2 separate regions of the Rattus norvegicus genome follow, and region 1 is linked to region 2. The links are chromatin contacts, called in public Hi-C maps. All regions are on one chromosome and are shown on one strand. Each heading gives the region's core, a stretch centred on a gene start, on an enhancer-like site or on the middle of the called end of the contact. The rest is flanking DNA. Distances are from core to core; before and after follow the strand shown. Region 1 has its middle 160 kb from the start of Pkdcc. Region 2 overlaps LOC120103473 (a long non-coding RNA gene).

The links. A called contact is a pair of places that touch in the nucleus more often than the background predicts.
Region 1: a contact with region 2 is called in a Hi-C map of liver, with 2.7 times the contacts expected there. The contact joins two enhancer-like sites. A contact is called at or near these places in 4 of 12 Hi-C or Micro-C datasets (the A7r5 cell line, Schwann cells and liver).

Annotation. Positions count from the first base shown.
Region 1 is chr6:17,377,511-17,380,224 of GRCr8, forward strand. No RefSeq gene overlaps it. Among named protein-coding and RNA genes, the nearest start is that of Pkdcc, 160 kb to the left of the region's middle. Within about 2 kb of position 1,266, at least 4 of the 93 cell types and tissues checked have an H3K27ac peak or open chromatin away from gene starts, as enhancers often do. A contact at or near this core is called in liver, where this site is marked.
Region 2 is chr6:17,300,438-17,303,137 of GRCr8, forward strand. All of the region lies in intron 2 of LOC120103473 (a long non-coding RNA gene), which reads right to left. Among named protein-coding and RNA genes, the nearest start is that of Pkdcc, 84 kb to the left of the region's middle. Within about 2 kb of position 1,419, at least 10 of the 93 cell types and tissues checked have an H3K27ac peak or open chromatin away from gene starts, as enhancers often do. A contact at or near this core is called in liver, where this site is marked.

The sequences.
Region 1 (2,714 bases), core at 16-2,515, 77 kb after region 2:
CTCCATTTAATTAAGCTGGGACCACTGGGAGCTGAGACTGCCCTTGGGTTGCTGGGGACTTTTGATGAGGGAGATCGGGGTCTGTTCTCATAGATCTTCATCTTGTTAACCAAAGAATGTAAGACTGGACTCAAACAGAAGTCCAAGGACAGTTCTATTTAGGGCTTTAAAAGAAAATATCCCAGGGCTGTGAATCCTCAGCAGCTGCCTGGAGGAGGCGAATGGAGGAGAGAAGGGGCTGGGGGTGGGGTGGGAGCCATGGAAGCAGGCACCACGGAGGTCAGGTACATGGTGGACAGGCAGCGACATAGAGGAAGGGGTGGGACAGCCTTAGAAAAAGAGTAAAGAAGCCCAGAGAATCAGATCGGTATTTATCTTTTGGATAAATCTCTGTTTGTGGGGGCTCCATCCTGGGAGGTGATTAGAGCTTGGGGGAGACAGATTTCTCAGTCTCCACAGGAATCAGCCTGAATTGCTAACTAATACCTACTGAACCCTAATCTGGGAAAAGGCAGGAGGAGGGTGGTTGCCGTCATAAGTTTTAGTGTCTGAAGGACAGGGCTGAAAGTGGAGAAGCCAAGCAGAGTATAAAATTCGTCAGGGTGTCTGCACGCGGGCAGAGGCACGGATGGTAGACAACAGGTGCTGGCCCCTGAGAGAGGACCTGGGTTTGTTTGTGCGGAACGAACCTAGGAGCATACAATGCCGGGGCTCAACATCTGGATCCTTAAGAATGTCTGTCTACCCTGGTTTCGTTGTAAGTGGACCCTGACATTGTGATTTCTCATTACAATATGCTCTCTGTTCGCTGTCTGTGGAGAAGCGCTATTGAGGGTGGAGGGGCACTTGGAAGTTGAACCAGGACGTGGTTACCTGGAATGGTCATCTGACAGAGCCGATCCCACTAGGAATTAGTAGACAGAGAGGAAAATTTCTTGCTAGCACCCCTTCTGGTACCTGCACAGTTGGAAAGTAAGTTACGGGGGCTCTAAACTGTCTACTCAGGGCCCCCATCCGGGCTCGGTTACTTTTCTGTCAGGGAAAACCTTACAAGAATGGAACTCTCTAGTGGTCCCTGAGTCCATTCTCAGGGTGACCAAAAGGGACCCTTCAAAGATGACAGGAAGAGTCTGTGAGTTGGGATAGTGTGAGGCAGGAGCGGAAATCCATTGGAGCTGCTAAAAACTGAATCCTTTCATGTTTTCAGCAGACCCGGGGCTGGTGATGGGGCAGCAGCGCCCTCTTGTGGCCTCACATCCGAGCGCTCCTTCATGATCCACCCTGGCATTCGCAGTTCTCTTTCTCAATGGGTGCCTCTCTCCTGGACCTCCACTCACCATACTCACAGCTTTGCTTTTCCCGCGAATGGTTCAGGCTTTGTCATTTGGAGCCTTGCTACAGAAAACTATCAACAACTACGGAAGAGATCGATAGTTGTGTGATAGAGCGTCACGCCCGCTTGGCTGTGGGCGATCGTTCAGCAGTGACCAGGGATTACCCAGCAATGTGTCCAATGTGCTCCTTTTATTTCATATCCCTCCATTACACTCCACACCGGAACAGCTCCCGTGTGCATGGTGCCCATTCTGAGCTGTGCTACGTTGGGGTTACACACCATCCCTCGGTTTGCTCCCAGATCTGAGGCACTATGATCATGTTGACACCCCAGCAGGGAAAGGGTAGGGTGTGGGGTACAGCTGGGTCTCCTATCTCTCTTGCCCCAACTTCTCCACAACCCCCTTTAATTACAGTGACACGGCCTTCTCAAACTTCGTTACGATAATGCTACAACAAGAGAGGAAGGAGCTGGCTGGGAGGAGTCCAGATTCTGATTTTCATCCATTTTGGATCTGGTGTGTGTGTGTGTGTGTGTGTGTGTGTGTGTGTGTGTGTGTGTGTGTGTGTAGGGGGCCAGCATAGGAGTCCCTTTCACATGGTTCCAAGTAGGGCATAAAGGCAATGATTAAGGAGTCAGGGACCATTTGTTTTTCTAAAAGAGCTAAGTAAACTATCCACATAAAAAACGAGGCTTACTGTAGCACAGAGAGCTCATGGGCTAGACTCTGTCACTGCCATGGACAATCACTCCCTCCCTACCCCAGGCCTTGCTTTCTCCACTGGGAGCTGGAGCACTCTCCAAGGGCCTGTGGGGTCCAGCAGGAGCGGACTCACTGTGACCTGTATAGACTGGATCTGCTGCCGAATACCAGTACCACCCACTGCCCACTCACGTGGGATCTCCAGTTCCACTTTTGCTGGAGTGATATTTTTCTAGTGTGTATTTTCAAAAAATTTCTTCAGTGGCGGTGCCCGTCTCCTATTTGGAAAATTAACTGCTTGCAGATGCTGTGAGAAGCAGTCCCTACCAGGCAGTGAAACCACTGGGGTTTGGATGTCACTTCAAAGGGAGGAAAAGGGAGGGAGGGCTGCCTGTCTCTGGGAGAGACAGCAAACTTACTTTTTAAAAATTATTTTATGTGTGTGGGTGTTTTGCCTGCATGTCTGTCCATGCACAAGGTACATGGCTGGTGCCTGAGGCCAGAAGAGAGCACTGGATCATTTGAAATTGGAGTTACAGACAGTGCTGGGAGGTGAACTTTCGTCCTCCGGAAGAATAGCCAGGGCTCTTAACCATCGAGCCATCTCTGCAGCCCTGACAGCAAACGTCCTGACCTGTAAAAAAGCCCCAATGTGAGCGCCATTTGGGATTCGAA
Region 2 (2,700 bases), core at 169-2,668:
ACCCTCAGTCCTAACCTCTTGTTTCCCTACAGCAGACCACCTGAACCCCATAGCTTTGGGATTTTCCCATCAGTCTCTGTTCCACTCACAAGCTTAGTGTTCTTCCTAAAGTGCCGGTGTAGCCTGAGGCAGGGGGACACCCACAGGCAGGACAATTTGTTGTCTATTCTTACCTGCGTCTGATCGAAGACCTCTTCCATCTAAGACTATTCGAGATGCCCATGGGACCCTGCCTGGGATTTTCAGGACAAGATTCAGGTTGTTAATAAGTTCCCCATGTGGCCTGAAGACGGACATGGGCCGTTGGGTGGTGCGGGACACACACCACTTCTCAAGGCCAGGCCTAGCCCTTCCTTCTCTCCATCGATGATACCTTTGTTCTTGCCAGATACACCACCACTGGGACACTGCATGCACGACACTCAGCACCTGAGTCAGGACTGTCTGAGCTGTAGGGAGATGACACCCAAGCAGCACATAGCAACCAGACCCTCAAGGAAGACCCCCTCACCCCTACCACTGGCACCACCATTTTGCTGTGCTTTTGAAAGCATATGGGCTATTTGTCTAGAATCTTGAAGCTGACAGGTGGTAGGAGAAAGAGTGCCAGGGGAGGAGGGAAGGGGTCAGAAGTGGCCAGAGATTAGGGATTTCATTAAACTGCCTGTTTAGGTAAGGGCTTTTAGGTGCAAATCTTCTTTGCATGATAATGGCAGTTTATCTGAATTCCATTCTACTGAAGGAAGCTTCTTCTAATCTTAATTATGGTGGCTAGTAAGCCACTGGGTTTCTCTCCAATGCCTCCCCCACCCTGTGGAAAATGGAACCGTTTGACTCTCAGCTTTAGCATCCTTAGTCACTTCAGGGGACAGATCCCTTGTCGTCTGCCCCTTTAGGGTGCTTGGCCACAAAGCAAGCAACATTTGGTGTGTGGAGGGCTTTTGGGACAACGCAACAAAGGGAGATTCGGATCGAAGACTCTTGAAACTCTGCACAGCCAGTCAGGGTAGCAGAACAGCTCTGGTCTATGTGACTGGAACCCAACAGTACTCCCCACCCTCAACCCGAAGTGCAAACTGGGACTAGCGCCACCTGGATGTTTGGCTAAGTGAACTTGGTAGAGGCTGGATCAAGGGATGATCTTCTGACTTGAGGCATGGCCCAGTGGTTGGAGGAGAGGAGCTGGCAATATTATTCAGGCAAGAGGACAGCTTTCAGGGAACCACCAGAACAAAGGGTGCTAGACAGAAAGGTTGGCTGGTGGTGGTGGTAGGGGGACTACAAGGGAAAGGGCCTGAAAGCCCTTAGGGAATCTGCACACTGGGCAAAGACAGGGAAGGGTTAAAGGGCCTGGGAACTCCTGTTTCCAATCACTTGTCAGTTCGCTTTATCAGCGAGGATAGGGCCGCGCAGGGAGAGGCCCGGAGAGCTTTCGTTTCTAAGCTCTTCCCGGACTCGAAGCTCTCAGCGTTCTCATTACCTTCTAAGGGCTCTCGGCTCAGTCCGGAGGTGGGGGAAGGGACGGAGCGGCGAGGGTTGGGGGGAGGGCTTGGAAGCCAAGCACAGTTAATGGAGTAGAGTGCAAGTTACTAAATACAGCCCTAGGGGGTGGCAAGGCTGTGGAGTCTCTGCAGTAAACCTTCAAATGGCCCTTCCTCCTCCCACTGCACCGCTGAGAGCCAGACCTGGCGAGGGCTGCGCGGTCCCTCTTATTTAACTCACCTTAGACCGGCACCCTTCAACATCTTTCCCTTTTACAATGACCACTGAGCCAGAAGTCTCCACGACGTATCTGTGTTGCTCCTTTTACAAGTCTAGTGAAGCATCCTTCACCTCATGTTAGCCTATTTTATTCTTTGGAGACCAACCCAGTCTTGCCTTGAACTCTTGATTCTTTTTTTTTTTTTTAAGATTTATTCATTTATTATATATAAGTACACTGTAGCTGTCTTCAGACACACCAGAAGAGGGCATCGGATCTCTTTACAGATGGTTGTGAGCCACCATGTGGTTGCTGGGAATTGAACTCATGACCTCTGGAAGAGCAGTCAGATGCTCTTAACCGCTGAGCCATCTCTCCAGCCCTGAACTCTTGATTCTTTTGCTCCAGCCTTCCGAGTGCTGAGATTAGAGGTGTGTACCACTCTATCTGGCATCATATTGGCTTCCCAAAGGGTGGAAGTTCTCATCTCTTACTAAGCTCCCTGGTTGCAGCCATTAGGAAATTAGGTACATTTACTTCCTGAAGTTCCTGGCTCAGAATATGATGCCCAGGAAAGAGGGCTGCAGAAGGGCAGGCCGTTATAGACCTTGACTCCACTCCTGAAGGTCGCACTGACGGCAGCGAAGGATCCTCCACAATGTGCTTTTCTGGTCTCTCGCTGTCTACCAGTGCATCTAGAGGGCTGTCTTGAAGGAAGGCAATGCACTTGGTGTCTTGAATGGCCCAGATTTGTCATTCTGGGCAACCAGGCTAATGCAAGGAGAGAGGAAGATGTGCTGCAGCAGACAAGTAAATGACAAGTCAAATATAAACAGCAGAGCCACCATTTTTTGTGCAGTGTGAACATCACCTGTCAGAACAGAATTGCGTCCAGATATGCTGGGGAGTTAGGGATGCGAGGAAGTGTCGTAGATAAGAGGTGGTGATGCTGTAGGTGGCCTCTGGGTTAGTCTAGAGTGGGGAATCCGGCTACCAGT